Linked DNA regions of Gossypium hirsutum: regions 2 and 3 are each linked to region 1. Evidence: chromatin contacts called from public Hi-C data. All regions are on one chromosome and are shown on one strand. The core of a region is the stretch at or near the end of the contact, and the rest is flanking DNA. Distances in the headings are between cores, read along the strand shown.

Region 1 (3,416 bases), core at 606-3,105:
TCCTACCACTCATTTTCACTTGAATGCAGCAAGTAACAACACTACGCCCAATAGGGCTACCTCAACCAGTTACATATTTCGAACCTGGCAAAGCTTTAACAATCATGTGATCAGTACCCTGATCACATAAGCGGACCATTATATAACTATCACTACTCAGGATATGCAGTCTTCTATAGATATTGAAGCTAAGAGAATTTTCTAGGCAATAAAAAACTTCATAGCAAGCAACTTAAAAAGACAATTTTTCCCATTGAAGTTTTCTGCTACAGGGTGTCTGCAGAATGCGTAACAAAGATCTTTCCTATAGTTCCATACTGTTAAGTTCATATAGATAGTCTCAAAATAGCACTTTAAAAGTTTTAACGAGTTTGGATAGTGATTCTAAGCTCTGATTACAATTCTCACTTCCACATATTACTTATCCCCAGTCCTCAATGACTACTTCAGTTCCCACAGCATTTGCTATTGCGATCTCTGCTATAGTCCTCCATTCTGCCCTCTTTACCTCATTCCAACTCTTCATTTTTCTTGAAATATCAGATACATAAGGATACTAAGATCAACCTAGAAGTATATATATCTGAAAAAAGACTAGAAAAACATCAACCTGCCTGTGTTGTACTCATACCCGATATTTGATGCTTAGCCACGAATCTTATCAACATAGCTTAATAGTTACAGGAAATCACTGTTCCGAAGTTGTTTAGAGTACATGATCTTGTGAATAACTTCTATAGTAGAATGCAGAATAACAGGATGGGGATCTGTTTAACATGGTCTTAGCATTCTAAACTATCTGGCTCGTAGCATTAATAAGGGTTGCACTAATGTTTTAACCTATTCTACATTATCTTGCTTTATCTTGCTCATATCACTAACGTGTGGTTGATCAGTTCTTCCCTAAACCAAGCATTTAAAGGATGAAACCAATACCAACCACATAAACAGCAACAAATAAATATGAGTTCAAGGTCTAAACCCATTAAAAAAGTTGAGTCCATCAATTTCGATTAACTAAAAACCCAATTCAATTTAAACCAAGGTTCATACAAATCCGTTTTTCATGAACCTCTGTAGTTAATTTATTCTACCCCCACAAATTCCTCTAAATTGAAGGAAAAGAAGACTTAATTCTAAGTTTGCTTACTTTCCCATTACTATTAGCGCAATCCAATCCGCAGCCGCACTGTGGGCACTCGTAAAAGTTGTCAATAGGAAAGCTAGCAGATGCAATCCCCACCGAAAATTCCAGCTCATCTTCATCTCTAACAACCTCCACGATGTTGAGCCATAAAAACAGGATCTTGACACTGATCCCACTCAGGTTTTTGAGCCTGTTGTTGGAGATGATCCCGCTGATCGTGGATTTGTATTTGAGTTGATAAGACCCTTCCAGTGAGAAGCTACACGAACCCTCTAAGTAGGCATGGAACCGACCGGTGGATTCATCTAATTTGTACTTTAAGACGCCTTGGGGGAGAAGCCCAACGGGGAAGTTGTAGCCTTGGAGGACTTCGTAGGGTGAAAGGGAGTCGCCGGTGAGGTTGAGGGGGGATGACGTGGCCAGTGGGGTGTGGAGGAAGAGGAGGAGGAGGGCGGCTGTGAAAGTGGCGGTGGGCGGAAGGAAAGCCATTGCTTTGTTTGGGTTAGGCAGCGAAAGAGGACAGTGGAGGAAGAAGAGGGGAAAGGAGATGCCTTGTTACCGAGTGCGTGTCGGGGGGTTGGCCGCTTTGGTTAATGAGTAATGAGTGATGAGTGATGAGTGATGAGTAATGATTGACTTTAAGGGAGGAAAGGGCCACATGGTATTTGGCTGTCTTGGAGCACGTTGTTAACCGGAAATGAGACAAATCGGGACGCAAATTTCTGAAGCGGTGACTAAGCTATTATTCTTTGTGTACGCTTAACAGGGTTAATTGGCTAATTATATTAATCATTTAATAATCAATATTATATTAATCAAATTTTTTAAGTCCATTTTACATTTAAAATACATCATGTATTACTACATTATTTAATATGTAAAAAAAATTCTTTTAGTATCTATCTTTAATAGACCTACAGAATACTGATGATTAATTACTAGACTTATTCCAACAGATTCTTTGAGAAATAAAATAAAATAAATCCTTTTAAATTTTAATGATACGCCCCTTTTCATATTTTAGATTCAATTTGTTTATAAAATGAGTAGAATTTAATTTGTGTGTTTTCAATGTGCTTCATTGTAGCATTTAATAAACAAATTAATAATTAGTCTTATAGAAAGATTTAATTGATACAATATTAATATTTTAAGAATTCAATTATAATATTTTAAAGTTTAAGAATTCATTTAAAATTTGAATGATAGTTTGAAAACCTTTTATAGAATTAACCCTTAAAAACATTTTTTTTCAAAATAATTTATATTTCGTTGATTTACATTTTATTTATTTATCAATTATTAGAGAATAAAATAACACCATCTTCAAAATCACAAGGTGAATTGCATGGTATATTAGTTGTAAACGATGTCTCAATATTTCTCACTTTATTTACTAATGACAATTTTTTGCTCTTTTGGGCCACTGATTCTGAATGTACAGTGGTAAGGAGATACTCTGTGAGACGACGTCAGGACTAGCAATTAACTTTGTGAAGTCAGGAATCATGTTTAGTTCAAACACTAGTGGCACCATTCAAGATTCGGTTAAATCTATGTTGGGCATTAATAGCCCTATTGATCATAGGCGTTATCTCGAGCTTCCTTCGTTGGTGGGTCGTAACAAGTGGCAAGCCTTTGCTTTTATCAAGAAGCATATTAGTAAATGCATTTTTCATTGGCAAAATAAGCTATTGTCTTGGGTAGGTAAAAAGGTCTTGATAAAGAATGTTACTCAATGTGTTCTCGTGTATAACATGAGTGTGTTTTTGTTGCTTGTGCCTTTATGTGCTAAGTTGCATAGAATGTTGAACTTGTTCTGGTGGGGGTTCTAGTTGAAATTGTCGTAAAGGAGTTCACTGGACGATGTGGGATCGTCTATGCGTCCCTAAGAAGTGGGGCGACATAGGATTTATAGACTTTTATTGTTTTACCTTGGCGTTATTGGGAAAGCAGGTTGTGGATTGGTTTCAAATCCAAATAGTTTAGTTAGTCGTTTCTTTAAGGCTAAATATTTTTCGAGTTGTAGTCTTTTTGAAGCTGATGAGGTTACCAATTAATCTTTTATTTGACAAAGTTTAATTGTTACACGTCATATTGTGCATATCGGAATTCAATAGAGAGTTGGTAATGGGTGTGATATTAGAGTTTATCATGATTCGACGCTTATTAATGATGATAATTTTTATGTTGATTCGCTTCTGTTACTTGGTATAAAAAATATTTGAGTTTTTGATTTGCTTAATGTGGATGGGTGGTCTTGGAACAG
Region 2 (3,685 bases), core at 332-2,831, 340 kb before region 1:
GTTTTGGATGTGTTTGATCGTGTTTCGAATTAGTTAAATGAATAATTTTTGAGTTGCTTATTATCCAAGCTTGCAGGACTGGTAAACTTGTTGTTTAATGTACATTTTGAGTCCACATGGCTAGCACACGGGCATGTGGCTCGGCCGTGTAACCCAAGTCAGAGAGTTACAAAGGCTGGGACACGACCGTGTGAACCCTACAGCTTTGAAAATTTTAATATTTTGCGAAAATTTTTTTGAGTTTCCGAATTAGTCTCAACTTGTTTCTATCACGTATTTTGGGCCTCAAGGGCTCGAATAAGAGACAATATGTATGAGTTTGATTGATTTTGACTTGAATATTATATGATATGAAATGTTTTGAAATCATGTCTGTTTGATCGATAATGCTTCGAAACCCTATTTCGACGACAGATGTAGGTTAGGGGTGTTACAGGTTTAGATCTCGAGTCCAAAAGTTAATTAGCAACACATAAGTCAACCAACCGTTGTCTGTTATTAATTTGTTAATTTCATAAGTTTACCTATTTTACAATTTGGTCCTTTTTATTGATTAGTTAGCAAACTAGTGTAATTAATCTCTTGTATGGCCTGCCGTAATATAATGCTTAGTGAGTGGTTAGCTAGACTTCTTTAATTGCATGTTAATTAATTAGGGATCACTGAATCGCTAACTCCTTTGGGTTCGATCCTTAGAAAACTCTGGTGTTCCATTGAACATTATAAATATTACAACTCGACACTGTCCGCTTGCAGTTAAAATCGAAAATTTAAATTATTTTATAAAATTGTTTATCATGCGTGCACGCGGTCAAGTATCCACTAGAGCGATTCAGTGACTTATCCTTCACGTTCTGTAGGCTCATTAAGGGGGTAGACATTAGTCACGAGTTTTAAAGCCACTCCATACCTAAGGCGAGTATCGAACCGTCAACCATTGGGTAATGTAAGAGAAACCCATTGGATCTCACCTAACTCCCATGGTTGATATGACTTAACTTTTAGTTAAGCATTGACATCATTTCCTTTGATATATATATATTGACTTAATTTCCAATGTATAGCAACTTTTAGGGCTTATTCCATTTGATTGTAATATTTTAGGAACAAATCTCAAAATTATACATAAACTTTTATTAAATGTGCAACTGTATACATGAATTTTAATTTGGTGCAATTATACAAATGAAACTCTAATTGTGGTTCAAATGTATACTTCAAACTTTAATTTTGATTTAATCATACACATTTAAAGAAATAAATACATCAATTTATTTTTATATTGGATAAATATAAATTATTCATGTATGCAATATATAAACATAAAATGATGTTATATCAATAATTGTGTTAATAATTTACAAGAATTGGATTAAATCATAATTTCATGTATAAAATTACAAAAAATTGAAGTTCATATATACAATTGCACATTAAACCATAGTTCATGTATAGTTTTGAGATTTATCTCTAACATTTTATATATAAATGGAATTATTTTTTGAAAAAATTTGTTCAATAATTTTTTTATAAATATATATTTAATATTATTTAAAAAAAGAAAAACTTGTTAAAGAAAAAAGGTTAGTTAACTCTTTTTTTTTTTAGTAGCGTGCAAAATCTTAAATAATTATAGTTGAAGAAACGACAGCGTCTCGAAGTTAGTAGCAGCAAATTCTGGCAAGCAAGCAGCAGCGCAGAATTAGAAGGCAGACTCCGAGTGAGAGAGAGAGAGAGAGAGAGAGAAGTGAAAGATGGTAAGAGGAAAAGCACTAAGCGCGTATAGGGCTCTTCTAAGAGCCACCCGCAAATCATTTGCCGGCGACACCTTGATGTTGAACGCCTCTGCCGTTGAGGTTCGTCAGAAATTTGAAGCCAATCGTCATGTCACCTCGGAGCCTGAGATCCAGAAACTCCTCGAGGAAGCACGGGAGGCCTCCCATTTCGTTTCCACCATGATTGTTCAAGCCAAGCTCAACGAACGCGGCGGCTACGGTAACTTATCTTTTTTTTCATGTTTTCCATTCAATTTTACATGCACGTTTTGTATGAATGCCTCATATTCTATGATCACCACCTGTTCGATGCATTGTCTGTTTGACCTCTTGTAAGAATACTTTTTCTCTCTTCAACTACTTAACTGCTTAGTTAAGGTTCGTCATGATAAGCGCTGTTGCTGATTGCTGCAGAGGTGAAGCCGAGTAAGGAGCATGCAGGAGCTACTTTGGAGATTCCTTCCGAAGAGATCATCAGAAAATCTGCATCACAGTCTAAACAATGAACTTGGGCTTTTATCAGATGCATACTGCTCTATTTGTTTGCTATTTTTGCTGTCTGCTAGTGGATACATTTGACCCTTGAGCTTACTTCTGTTTTGCAAAACTTGGTAGAGATCTATCCAAAGCAAAAACCATTTTAATGGGTTGCTCTAAAATTTTATTCAATGTGAAACAATTATGTGGCAAATTTTTACTTGATAAAATCCCTATTAGGTAAAACAAGCCTTCTAGCAGCGTGATTTGTGCATTTTACAATGTATCAATGCCTTGAGTTCAAGATATGTTAAACTAGAGGTATCACAATCTATGGATACTTAGTTATAAAGCGGGCTACATCTGAAGGTTATTAAGATTAGGTACTTGATGGTTGTGCACAAATTTCTGATTCTATGGAAGACACCAAACAGCTGTAGTCTGATTGAATAATGTCGAAAACGGATAAGCTTTGTGCCTTTACTATAATTATCTAGCACAGTTCTCTGTCAAGAAGAAGTTTAACCTGAAACATTCATATTAAGACAATGTTAAAGAGGGAAAAGAAAACAAGTGAAGTGAAATCAGTTTATATTCTACAGTTCGACTGTCTAAGCACTCACTGTGTTGGTAGTTCATTTTGTATTATGATCATTCATGGGATATAATATGGTTTTTTTTCTCTTGTCAAAGTCATTTTAGAGCTGTTGACACATTTGGGTTTATGGTAGAGTTTCTACCAGTCACTTGGTTATGGTCAGATTATTTCTGCAACAGCTCTAAGTTGCAATGTCTGTCACCAATGACGAAAATGAAGGCCTTGTATGACACTACCAACTTCAAAAGTTTAGGAAAAGCTTTGGTCTAATGCTGCAGTGCACTTGCAATTTATTAAAAGTGGAGGGGCTACAGAATGAGGTTGATGTTATAGTAGCCCTAATCACTACATTCATGTGAATTGCATCATTATTTGACAGAATCATGTGGACTTGAACCAAATAGGATTTGGTGATGATGCCCCTCTCCTTTCATGCAAAACACCATTGCTGCAGAAACAGTCATTAATCAACCCACCATGTATTTTCAGTAGTGATTGCCAAAATGATGTCTTTAGCATTATACAACTGACTGATAAGTACTTGATGAACCTGTGAAATTAATTTCATTTAGCTGATTTGAACTATGGTACACTGTTTGCGACTTGTTCACAAGGAAACAGAATTTTCTGAAATCTGAAAGGGATTTGATTTGAAGGCGAAAGCAAGGAGCTCCAACGCCAATGGTCTTGCTGCATGTGCATAATTTGATCTTCTGCAAGAAGGCAACCTACCAGATCTTCTAATCACATGTTTTAGCTTTAAAATGTTCTTCACTCTAACCTATTTCGGCACCCTTTATGCGGATAGCCCAGGTCAGCCGGAAAAACAGTTCAT
Region 3 (3,619 bases), core at 304-2,803, 410 kb before region 1:
CTGATCTTCCTATGTTTGATGCCCTAGATGTTGCTTCCATTGGACTTGATTGGATGCTGTTGACCTGGAGCTCCTGAAAGCCTGCAGCAATTTATTCAGAAAATAAATTGATTTTATTTTCGATGCCAGCTTTATCTTGTTTAACCCCATCTGTTACTGTTGCTAAACTCAGTGCTTGCTGCCGGACTGGGTTACGTGAAACCGCATTAATGGTCTCTCTTTTGTTAGAAATTAAATGCCCTTGTAGGTTTATTATATCCCCTTTCTGGCCTGGATTTTTGTTGGTCTAAGAGGAGTCTGTAGCTTGGGTTCTTAATTTTGACCCGTCAGTGTGGTGCGAGATTTGGTCCTTGTGCATAGGGCCATCTTTTCTTCCTGGACCCAACACGATAGGGCCTGGTTGGATATGTAAAGTACCACTTTCTATTTCCTCTTCATGGGCTTTGGAAGACCCATCGTCATCTAGGGTTTCCAACACCTGGAATCTTGAGTTCCTTTCTGCCCCGGCTGTGCTTCCTCCGTCAACCTTCCGTCCTACTTTGCCAGTTTTTCTTGCCTTTTTTTCAACAAGCATCCACGGCCGTAGCCACCGCGACTGGAGTTCTCGTCTTTATTTTCCCTCATGGTGAGACTCTGTTTCGGTTTATCTCCTGGACTGCCTTCTCCAAATCCTTCTAATCCCTTCTCTCATTTGGGCCATATTTCTTTTGTGTGTCCATAGTGCCCACACTGGAAACACACCATTAGGAGTTGTTCATACTCGATTCGTTGAGTAAAACCATTGATCATAACATGAGAAATCAAGGGTTTGTCTAGATTAACGAAAACCGCCATCCTCGCAAATCTTCCTCTTACACCGTTATCGGTGTTGAAATCAAGCTTTACGACTTTTCCGATCGTCGCCCCGATTTCTCGTAGAACTTGCCATTTATACATATGGCCAGGTAATCTAGGAAGTCAGATCCAAACTATGACTGTGCTTGGGTACGGTTGAATGGGGTTGAAGTCTATAGTCCATGGTTATACTGTTAAGTACTGACCAAAAATAACCCGAGGCCCTTGGCACAACGCCTTCTCAAAATCTTCTGAGTTTTTGAATTTTGCTAGAAAATACCCGTTTTCCACGTCCATTAGCCGGAATGGTTGAGAGGGTTTCCAAAGCGAATTTACCTTTGTTTTGCAGTGCATTATAACCTATATTTCTCCCCAATAGTTTAATTACTACTGTGAATTCCATGTGTTTAATGAGGATTTGGTTGATTCGATCAGAAAATTTAATCGAAGCAATGCCATCGATTGTTGAACGTTCCACGTCTTCTTCCAATAACTCAAAGTCCTCATCTTCGTCCAAACCTATTGCGATTGTTGTTTTCTCATTCGAGTAAAGCCCTCTGCCCATCAGTCGGTCTTTCCAAGAAAGAGATTTTCCAATTTCTTGTGTAGCTTCCATTGCGACATCCTGATTTTCCTCGATTTCTCGTATTCTAACTTTCTTTGTTGATCTACTCGCTGGTTTGCCTTCATCATTGCCATCGTGTTCCGTAAGGTCCATCGTTTTCTGTTATACAACTTTAAAAATAAAGAATATTTAAATCTAGTAGTCTGTTAACTAATTTCTAATTGATGATCAACTTATTAAAATTTAAGATTAATATACAAAAGTTAATTCTCCAAATCAGTTTTAAGATTATAACCGCCTATAAATCGGGATTAGGTTTACTTAAAAACCCTAAAATAAGGTATTATAATTTTAACGACCATTAAATTTAATTTCTTTACAAATAACACTTGAAGCCAATAATAAAATTAAAAAAAAAATAGATCCAAACTCAATCAAATAAAATTAAAAAAAAATTATTTATAAAAAATTTCAAAGATTATAACTTTCAAAATTTAATAAATAAAATTCTTTTATTTGATCCAAAATAAAAATTTTACATCTCTTTGTTTATCGCATGATATAATATAATTTAGGCATAATTATTATTATTTTTGGCCCTCTTAACTTTATATAAAAAGATCATTTTAGAATTTCATTTAATTTTTTTATCTTTTTAACTTTTAAATTTACATTTTTTGTCAAATCATCCAAAATGAATGAAAAATTTAGCTTCTGTTAACTTTGTTGACATAGCGACATACACGTGGATGACATGTCAATATTTAATTAATTTTTATAATTTTTTTTAATAATTAATGTAATTAAATTATATAAACTAATCAAACTGCTCAAACTAATTACTTGACCGATTCAACCACCGATTCAATTCTGAAAATTTTGTTTAAAACTGAGGAAAGTAACTTAAAATAAGCTCTCTTTTTTTCCTTAATCTTCCACTCACCTTATAAATAAGCAATCAATATAAAAAATGAATAATCATCATGAACTCATAGAAATATGATCTGTTTTTCTTTTTTTACCACGCTTGCTTCTAAGGAGGACATCCATGTCACACAAGGATATGTGCTCATAGTAAAAACAGGATAGGTTACCGTTCAATCAATTCAATTAAATAAATTATTATTAAAAATTCATAAAAGAAATTTTTTTTAAAAGAACTAATTCTGAAGCTGATTCAATCGATTCATACCGGTTTACAAATTAATCAGTTTAATCTCTCTCTCCAAATTAGTATCCCAATCAATTTCTGATCCAATCAGTTCTGATCCAATCAGTTTAATTCGATTTAAACAATAATGCTCCAGCTGAACTAAAATAAAATTCTCAGAATTTGAAAATTAAAGTCGCAAATATTGCTGTCACATCCAGGTCTAGTGATGAAAGATTAACCATTGCCTCTGTTGCACGGGCTCAAAACAACAGTCTCCATTCCAAGGAACAGGAAATATAGGAAAGATCCAACAAAAATACAACAATCTCCATGCATTATTTTTCTTGGAAATTTGAATGATCACAAATTATCATCATGCATGATGGTGAACACCATCTCCGCCATCCTTTTCTTTTCGTGCGGCAGCTCTTATTTTTCGTTGCTCTTCCTTGTAAATCCTATTTCTTCGCTGAAACTGCAATAATTATCAACATTGAACAAAATGGATGTCAATATATGAAATGAATCATAGCGCCATTGAATCAAACATCCACGTTGTTGTCACCACCACGAATCATGGGATGAAATCATGAGATCTAAATTTATGAGGGGCCATGTCGAAATATAAAATGTCTGATTTTCTTTACCATTGACCTAAGCTCACATCTAACAGGGTTTTTGGAACCAACAAGTTGGTTGAAGCGGTAGAGGCCTTCCCCCCTTAAGGGTGAGAACATAAGATCGAACCCTAGAAAGTGTAATTGTTGGGAGGGCGTTACCTTTAAACGCTCCTGACTCAGCATAGATTAGTCTCAAATCTAATAGGACTTAGAGTTGGAGAAGAGAACGAGAAAAGCCAAAATGAATAATATACATGAAGCTTATTTATCTTTCATGATAGTACTCAAACCAGCTGCCAGCTGCCATAGGAAACCCATTAAACAACATTTGATAAAGAATATATTGGACTTTTTTGCCATAAATTATACTGTTTCCATATATTACAGAAAGTTGGACTTTGTGGTAGTTTTATGAGTATATTACAAAAATGTATGAAAAAAAACTAC

The links. Hi-C and Micro-C count contacts between places; a contact is called where the count stands out from the background.
Region 2: a contact with region 1 is called in a Hi-C map of leaf, with 4 times the contacts expected there. The contact joins the promoter of LOC107927460 here to the promoter of LOC107926652 in region 1. A contact is called at or near these places in 2 of 34 Hi-C or Micro-C datasets (callus and leaf).
Region 3: a contact with region 1 is called in a Hi-C map of leaf, with 1.6 times the contacts expected there. The contact joins the promoter of LOC107927789 here to the promoter of LOC107926652 in region 1. A contact is called at or near these places in 8 of 34 Hi-C or Micro-C datasets (callus, leaf and petal).

Annotation. Positions count from the first base shown.
Region 1 is chrA08:17,167,689-17,171,104 of Gossypium_hirsutum_v2.1, forward strand. It overlaps LOC107926652, which reads right to left and starts at 1,856. Exons shown (of 1, transcript XM_016857574.2): 1 at 986-1,856. The coding sequence starts at 1,636. The coding sequence ends at 1,109.
Region 2 is chrA08:16,824,225-16,827,909 of Gossypium_hirsutum_v2.1, forward strand. It overlaps LOC107927460 (mitochondrial zinc maintenance protein 1, mitochondrial), which reads left to right and starts at 1,582. Exons shown (of 2, transcript XM_016858554.2): 1 at 1,582-1,995; 2 at 2,190-2,498. The coding sequence starts at 1,755. The coding sequence ends at 2,281. LOC121204607 (a long non-coding RNA gene) reads right to left here and starts at 3,015. Exons shown (of 2, transcript XR_005899757.1): 1 at 2,876-3,015; 2 at 2,675-2,778.
Region 3 is chrA08:16,759,993-16,763,611 of Gossypium_hirsutum_v2.1, forward strand. LOC107927789 (phytochrome A-associated F-box protein) reads right to left here and starts at 1,554. Exons shown (of 2, transcript XM_041074767.1): 1 at 1-1,554. It overlaps LOC107927694 (NADH dehydrogenase [ubiquinone] iron-sulfur protein 5-B), which reads right to left. Exons shown (of 2, transcript XM_016858832.2): 2 at 2,713-3,027. The coding sequence ends at 2,926.